3 separate regions of the Danio rerio genome follow, and all the other regions are linked to region 2. Evidence: chromatin contacts called from public Hi-C and Micro-C data. All regions are on one chromosome and are shown on one strand. Each heading gives the region's core, a stretch centred on a gene start, on an enhancer-like site or on the middle of the called end of the contact. The rest is flanking DNA. Distances are from core to core; before and after follow the strand shown.

The links. A called contact is a pair of places that touch in the nucleus more often than the background predicts.
Region 1: a contact with region 2 is called in a Micro-C map of caudal fin, with 6 times the contacts expected there. The contact joins the promoter of si:ch211-276i12.4 here to the promoter of macrod1 in region 2. A contact is called at or near these places in 3 of 18 Hi-C or Micro-C datasets (caudal fin, hematopoietic stem cells and an unstated tissue).
Region 3: a Hi-C map of hematopoietic stem cells shows a contact between it and region 2, with 5 times the contacts expected there. The contact joins the promoter of ccdc88b here to the promoter of macrod1 in region 2. A contact is called at or near these places in 3 of 18 Hi-C or Micro-C datasets (caudal fin, hematopoietic stem cells and an unstated tissue).

Annotation. Positions count from the first base shown.
Region 1 is chr14:50,265,148-50,268,017 of GRCz12tu, reverse strand. It overlaps si:ch211-276i12.4, which reads right to left and starts at 1,577. Exons shown (of 8, transcript XM_073922226.1): 1 at 1,201-1,577. The coding sequence starts at 1,325.
Region 2 is chr14:50,590,763-50,593,647 of GRCz12tu, reverse strand. It overlaps macrod1 (mono-ADP ribosylhydrolase 1), which reads left to right and starts at 1,358. Exons shown (of 10, transcript NM_001004573.2): 1 at 1,358-1,826. The coding sequence starts at 1,529.
Region 3 is chr14:50,322,739-50,325,565 of GRCz12tu, reverse strand. It overlaps ccdc88b (coiled-coil domain containing 88B), which reads right to left and starts at 1,546. Exons shown (of 29, transcript NM_001386506.1): 1 at 1,239-1,546. The coding sequence starts at 1,298.

The DNA of each region.
Region 1 (2,870 bases), core at 328-2,827, 330 kb after region 2:
ACATGCTCTTAGAATGGAAAAGATGTGGTTCGCAATCAAACAAAAGCCAGAACAGTTTCAGAAAGTCTAGAGCCCTTTTCTAAAATAAATTAGGGATACATTTATATCTTAATTGATTTTGTTTTTCTCTGTATATTTAAATTTTATTTATTTTCTTATTCTCTCTGTTTGATTTTTATTATTATTTTTATGTCATCTTATGTGGCGAAGCTGTGGCGCAGTAGGTAGTGCTGTCGCCTCACAGCAATAAGGTCGCTGGGTCGCTGGTTTGAGCCTTGGCATTTTTGTGTGGAGTTTGCATGTTTTCCCTGCGTTCGCGTGGGTTTCCTCCGGGTGCTCCGGTTTCCCCCACAGTCCAAAGACATGTGGTACAGGTGAATTGGGTAGGCTAAATTGTCCATAGAGTGTGAATGTGTGTGTGAATGTGTGTGTTTCCCAGAGATGGGTTGTGGCTGGAAGGGCATCCGCTGCGTAAAATCTTGCTGGATAAGTTGGCGGTTCATTCCGCTGTGGCAACCCCGGATTAATAAAGGGACTAAGCCGATAAGAAAATGAATGAATGAATGAATGTTATCTTATGTGTGTATATTTTTGTGTATATATGTGGTATTTTACCTTATTATTTATATACTTATAATAATGTTTTCCTGATAATTTCTTGTTTGGTGAATTGCATCAGTGCGTGATACAATATATATTATGTATATTTTATTGTTTGACCTAAGATGAACCTAATAAAAGGAAGAAAAAAATTAATTTCAAGTACATTTCACACAAAAAAAAAAAAAATATATATATATATATATATATATATATATATATATATATATATATATATATATATATATATATATATATATATATATATATGAAATGGCAAGTAATTTTGGGTAAGAAAAATAAACATAGGATTTTATATAATATACAAAAAATATTTTTTTATTTACAATTTACACCATGTCACCTGTAAATGGAGCTAAAGCAAATTACTGAAGGTTGTCATCTTTAATCTTAACAATTAAAAAATTGTTTGTTTTTAATAATTTAGCTCAGTTTTAATCATTTTTATTGTTAATATCAACATTCCAGTTAATATCTAAGATAACCCTTCAAAATAACAACAATAACAGTGTTTAATATTTCATTTGATTGTGGTTAACAACACTGAAAAACACATATAATGAAAGTTTAAGCACAAACCTGTGTGATCCGTGGTGCTGATAATGGTTTGGGTGGTGTTGATGGTTGTGATGCTGATGGAAGTGTTTGTAAACTTTGACCTCATCCTCCGAGGAGCCGCGCACAGGCGTAAAGTATCTCTCCATGTCTTACTAATCTACCACTATCTACTTGACGCCTCCTTTGTAGTTCTAATTTCTTTTTTGTGCACTAAATATGTTATCCTTGTAGCTGATTTTGATTAAAGTTTGCTTTAATAATTAACTCCAGTTATTTAAAGAAATGCATTGAAAAGTGCATCTGTTAATAAGCAGTTGTTTATCCAGCAGGCTGGAGCAGCAGGAGTGACAGAAGTCTAATGCGGTCAGGAGTTTCTATCACCCGATATCCATCAGACTGTGATGTAATGAGTCCACATTGAATTAAGTGAAAACGCAGCAGGAGCACAATCGATTAGGCTTTGGTGAAAGGACATCGCATGACATGGAATTTGGGTTATGTACACAACAGCGTATGATTGAAATTCATAAGGGTGCTCGGACACATCACAATAGATTTATTGGAAGACATTTGTCTATATTCAACCAACAGATCTTCTTTATCTTGCATGCATGTGGCCGATTTATGACTTACAGAGATTCTGTCATTTGTGTTTGTAAATAAGGGACATTTAGCTATTTCAGTGATCACGTCTACTAATTTCAAAGACCTCAGAAATCTGATCATCCCCAAAAAACTACTTAAAATATCAGTAAATGTGCATTTTTTCTGTGTTTTGTGATTCATGTTTTTATTTTTTTTACTTCTCCATTTATGCTATTAGTGTGCATTATGGGAGCTTGTTCTTTCTTCCAATGACCTTTAAAGTTGAAAAGTTAGATAAAGTGACTTAATATTTTTTATGGTTTAAGGCAGAGATGGCCAAAGTAGAGCCCACAGGCCAAAAATGGCCCATTTTATCATTTGGTTTAACCCACCATCCTATCTGAGTGGGAGTGAGACTGATGGAGAAGGTTAGGTTGAATGATCCAGACACAGAGATCGTCATTTCTAGTTTGATGTAGCCTTTTTTTGCTTGTTTTAATGCTACAAAAATTAAATGTTACTATTAAATGTTGTAAACAAATCTGAGTTTTTTAATATAAATACAGTCACTCAACAGATATCGGCAAGCGAATCAAGGCAACAACTAGTGTAATGCTGTTATAAATCAGATTGTTTTGTCTGTATAAGTTTATTATAAAATGTTTTTTAATACTGTATTAGTGAATATAAAGCAATGTTTTCTAGTCATTTTAAACATTATTATATAAATTGGAAACTATATTTACTTTCAGCCCACTAGCCTCAATTAAGTTTTTTTTTTTGGCCCTTCATAAGAAAAAGTTTGAGCACCCCTTTTTAAAGTGATCTATTGTCTGGGTTGGTGTTGTGTATTACGGTACGACAATCTTGTAATAAGCTGCCAGTACATTTGCTGTTATTTTACAGACCTTTTTTTCTTTTATTTTCTTTTATTTCTTTTATTTATAATATTTTAAACTACTAAAATGTCACTTTGTAAAAACGTTATTTTAAAGACTTTCATGTTTAAGACTTTAAAGACCTATTTATCTCTATAGTATTTCATTAAATTACTTCAAATTACTAAAATGTCAAAAAAATCACTTTGTTAAACTGAAGAATTTTAA
Region 2 (2,885 bases), core at 109-2,608:
ACCGGAGCACCTGGAGGAAACACACCAACACGGGGAGAACATGCAAACTCCACACAGAAATGCCAACAGCAAGAAACAAGACTCAAAGATGACCAAAGTAGGGCATGTGGGCCAAAGTTGGCCCATTGTAAACTTTGATTTGGTCCTTTATCTCATCTGAGAGGAGAGTGAGAAGGATGGAGAGGGTTGGGGTAAACACCTTTAACACAGGCATGGTCATTTCTAATTTGACGTATAGCCTTTTTTGTTCATTTTATTGTGTTCATTTTATTGCTGAGCTACAAAAAAGCAAAGGGAAATTAATTGTTTCAATTAAATGTTTTAAATGAATGTGATTAAAATGCAAATACTGTAACTTGACGGACCGAATATGCAGAAGACATTGACGAGCAAATCAAGGCAAAAACTAGTGTTATTCTATTCTAAATGATATTTGAGTTTTTTTTTTTTTTTTTTACTGTAATAAGTTAAATATAAAATGCAAATAATACTGTATTAGCCAATATAAAGCAACGATCTCTAGTCATTTTTAAATATTATTCAATTAATTAGGAAATTACCCATGTCAACTATATTTACCTTCGGCCCACTATAGCCTCAATCAAGTTTAATTTTTGGCTCTTTATAAGAAAAGGTTTGGGCACCTCTGTATGGAGGATGAAACCTGCAAAAACAATAAATTCCTGCATAAATAAAACGATAAATAAATATGCAAATAAATAAATACGCAAATAAATAAATAAATCTACAAATTCCTGCTAAAATAAAACAATAAATAAATAAATATGCAATTAAATAAATGAATGAATAAATACACAAATTCCTGCAAAAATAAAACAATAAATAAATGCGCAAATAAATGAATAAATAAATCTACAAATTCCTGCATAAGTGAAACAATAAATGCATAGTTAAGCAAACCAATAACTAAATATGCAAATAAATAAATACACAAATTCCTGCAAAAAATACAATAAATACATAAATATGTAAATAAATAACTGAGCGAATAAATATATTAACAATAGCAATAAATATAATAAATATATAAATAAATATATTTGAATATGTATTTATTATTTTATTTATGCAGGAATTTGTGGATTTATTTATTTACATATTTATTGTTTTATTTATACAGGACTATGTGGGTTTTTATATGTATATATTTTTTGAATATTTATTGTTTTATTTATGCAGGAATTTGTGGATTTATTAATTTGTTGCTTTTGCAGGTTTCGTCCTGCTTTAGAACAAAAATATAATAGGAAATAGTATTGCGCTTACACCGTCCATCCGCTAGATGTCAGTACAGGATGAATGATCATACGTGCGTGAACTTCTTGGACCCCTACATGTTGGTACAATCCTATTTACCTTCATCTTATCAGACGTTTAACTTTCAGTTTCACTAGTGTTAATTCACAACCTGCATATAGACTGAGTGTTAAATTTATAGCGAACTCCAATTCGAGGACACATTGAAAGCGACCTTAAACATTTAATCAGCAGCAGTGAAGAGCAGATCATGGCGTTTCAGATGTCTAAAGTGTCCGCTCGTGTTTGTGTTTGGAGTCGCAGCTTCAAAGCGCAGTTCTGCTCTGGTGTTACCCGTAAAGCAGGCCAGTTTGAGAAGCTTTCCGCAGCCGCAGTGTGTGTTCCCCGGCCCGGCTATGCTGCTGTGATGGGGCTGCGGGTTGTGCTCGGCGCTGCGGGGGTCTCAGCGGCGGCGTGCGCGGCCCTGAGCACGAGCACGCTTTATGCCATGAGCGCGCGACCCGAGCTGAACCTGGAGTCTGACAGAAGCGACTGGAAACAGGCGAAGAGTGAGTCTCTCTGTATACAGAGTGAATAGCTGACAGAGAAATGTACTTTAACCTAAATACAAAGTTATGTTACTTTTTATAGTAAGTAATGCGATACATTACTTTTGAGTTACTTTCGCGTTACTTTTTATTACATGAGGATTGATCTCGTTCAGAACCTTTTTTAAATAGAGGTGCTCTGCAATTAACAACACACTGTATAACCTACAACCTAATTTAACTTTAAAAAACACTTTCAAAATATTATTTTAGGATGTTATCTGTGAACAGATTAATAATACAGAATATTAAACGTTTAAAGAGCCCCCATTATGCATTAATAAAGGTCATATTTTGGTTTTGGGGGGTCTCCAACAACAGGCTTATATGCATGAAAGGTCAAAAAACACTTTCATTGTCTTATAATCTGCATTTTTTTTTTACCTAATTATCCCAACGACTCTCATGATTCGATCTGTTCTATAGGCAAAAGGGGGTATTTGATGGTTCCGAAACCCCTCCTTAGTGCAATACTAATTTGCACTGATTGGTCCGATGACCCAGTCTATTGGTCTATTGGTCTATTGGTCGACTGCATTCAGCGTGAGACAGAGAGAAATGCCCACGATGGCTTATCAACAATTTTGAAGTAGTCAGAGTAGAGAGTATGTGTTAGCCCAGTGCAGGAGTGCATTAAAGCAGTGCAGTTTAACACCAGCATGTTGCTCTATTCTTAACCATAAGTAAAAACAGTGACACACATTCAGTATTAATCCACACAGCGAGAAAAGCTGAACTATTTTCAAACTTAATCACCGCACATGTGGGACCAGCTGATGGTGGCCATAGCAACGACAAATTGCAGTGGAACGCGAGCTCACAAATGCGTTTAAATCCGTAAACACATGTTGCGTTTACAACGTGGTTTTAGACGCAATATGAGAATCTAGAGTTAACCTGATACAGTACTAGCGATTACAAGTAACAAAACGCAATTAAGTACATAATTTGCAAGCTAGAGAAAATGAGGAGGAAACCATTTTAATCACACTTACACACTTACACAAGAAACGGATCCAT
Region 3 (2,827 bases), core at 297-2,796, 270 kb after region 2:
ATTCACAAAATTTCTACAATGTATGTTTCTACAAAGTATGTAAACCCGCAGACTTAGCGTGGGTCAGTTAGCGTTTCTGTGTGGAGTTTGCATGTTCTTCCTGCGTTCGCGTGAGTTTCCCCTTAGTGCTTTGGTTTCCCCCACAGTCCAAAGACATGTGGTACACATGAATTGGGTAGGCTAAATTGTCCGTAGTTTATGAGTGTGTGTGTGTGTGTGTGTGTGTGTGTGTGTGTGTGTGTGTGTGTGTGTGTGTGTGTGTGTGTGTGTGTGTGTGAATGAGTGTGTGGATGTTTCCCAGAGATGGGTTGCGGCTGGAAGGGCATCCGCTGGGTAAAAAACATGCTGGATAAGTTGGCGGTTCATTCCGCTGTGGCAACCCCAGATTAATAAAGGGACTAAACCAGAAAAGAAAATGAATGAATGAACTATATATATATATATATATATATATATATATATATATATATATATATATATATATATATATATATATATATATATATAGTCATTGTAAAATGATGGTTTGTTGTTGACTATTGATAAAAATATATAGCTTAAAGGGGCTAATAATTTTGACCTTAAAATGGTTGTGAAAAAAATACAAACTGCTTTTATTCTAGCTGAAATAAAACATAATAAGAAAGAAAAATATTATTATAATATTATAAATATTATACATACATACATACATATTATACCACAATACACAACAGTTTACTCTAGTAAAAACTCTAATGTATACTACTATATATTTGAGTTTATCAGTCTACTGTAGTTAAAATTACAGTATGCTGTAGCATTCGTCAACAATGAGTTGTAAATATTATATGCCTAAGGTATAATACACTACCATGATATGGTTCGAAAATACTGTAGTATTTACTATGAAGTGGGTTGTCAAACGTTCTTAAATTTAATTTAAAATTACAAAGACATCATAAAAAATAAAACGTGTGCTTAGTTTGAAGCATGGTAACTGGATTTACAGGTTCAAAAATGAAGACTCGAGAGTTTTGTTGCTGGATCATGATGTTTACCATGTTTCAAAATACTTTAACAGTCTATTATTACATTTTCACCAGGGAACACCATAAGTATTTTTATCATTAATCAGATGTAACGAACTAACGTCAGTTAATAATTTCTAAGGACTCCTTTATAAAGTTAACAAAACTTTTCACTGACCAAAATGAAGATTATCAAAGAGGTGTAGTAGTGTTTTGCTAGCCACCTACCCATGTAACAAGTGCACTTCCCATAAATTCTTCTATCATTTCCGTGACGTCTGAGTCCATCGTCTCTGTACCTGTATTTATTCCTCAGAACACAGCGGTTTACTTAAATAACAATATATTTTTAAGAGTACATTCATGGCTACCGTGAGTCTCTGGACAGAAGTGTGTCAAGGTAACCGTTTAACCGATCAAACATCTTTCTGTTTTTCTCTTCCTTCATTAGTCACACTTCGAAACCACACCGGAATCTAGAACTGCATTGCATTACTTCTGTTCCCCTCTCTGCGCGTCCTCGTGTCAGCTTGATGACGGCCGTGACACGCGCATTTCCACACTGAACACAGCAAAAGGGCGGCTCAAAACTTTTTAGATTAACTGTCTTAACTCTAGACTGTGTTTTGTGTTGAACCACTCTCCACGTACGCGAGCAATACCCTCAAAAAGTTTTGAGACACAACCACAATCCAAGTGTGTGGGCAACACAGGAAAATCAGATCTATTCATTTCTGTTGCCGTCATCAGTAACACATCAGTACCTATAATATTGATGTTGTCTGAATGCTAAATTACCGCTATACATCATTTGCAAGGTGACATTTAAGCAAAATTAAGTTTTGCCTCCATCTAGTGGTGGACGGCTGTAGTGTCCCTGTAAACCGTGTACAGTGGAAGTTAATGATTAGCTCTCCTGAATTATTATATTTTTCTTTTTAAGCATAATTGTTAGTATTAAATATAATAGTGAGTATTTAAATAACTAATTTTTATTAACTGATTTATTTTATCTTTGCCATGATGACAGTACATAATATTTTACAAAAACAAAATTCAAGACACTAGTTTTCAGCTTAAAGTGCAATTTAAAGGCTTAAAGGTGTTAATTGGGTTTATTAGGCAAGTCTTTGTATAACAGTGGTTTGTTTTGTAGACAATCAAAAAAATATTGCTTAAGGGGGCTAAAAATATTGACCTTAAAATGGTTTTAAAAATTAAAAAAATGCTTTTATTCTAGCCAAAATAAAACAAATAAGACTTTCTCCAGAAGAAAAAATATTATAGGAAATACTGTGAAAATTTTTTTGCTCTGTATATTTGGGAAAAATTTAAAAAGAAAAAATGTGTAGAAGGGCCAATAATTTTGACTTGAATTGTACATCAGAATACTTGCTTGAAACCATAATATATAATTATTGTAAATAGGCCTACTTGTGTTTTGAATTTTACCTCTGAAAGAAATTAAATTAAACTGTTGTGGTAATTCTACATCAGTTGCTGTGGTCATAAATTAACTGAAAAATGAATAACCCAATATTATATTTTACTACAATGAAAGCACCACAGTTTACTGTTGTAAAAGCTATAATATTTTACAGTTTATCCATTTACTATACTTAATACTGCAGCATGCTAGCCTGTAGCGTTCATCAATGAAGTGTTATAAACACTATAAAATCTATAAAAATCTGTAATTTTACGGTTTATTTCCAGCAGCTTGGGTGCCGGGAAAAAAATTGAAACAATGGCAGGTAAATTACAGAAACCTACTGTAAAATAACAGGTTGAACTACAGAAATTTACCAGAAATTTAA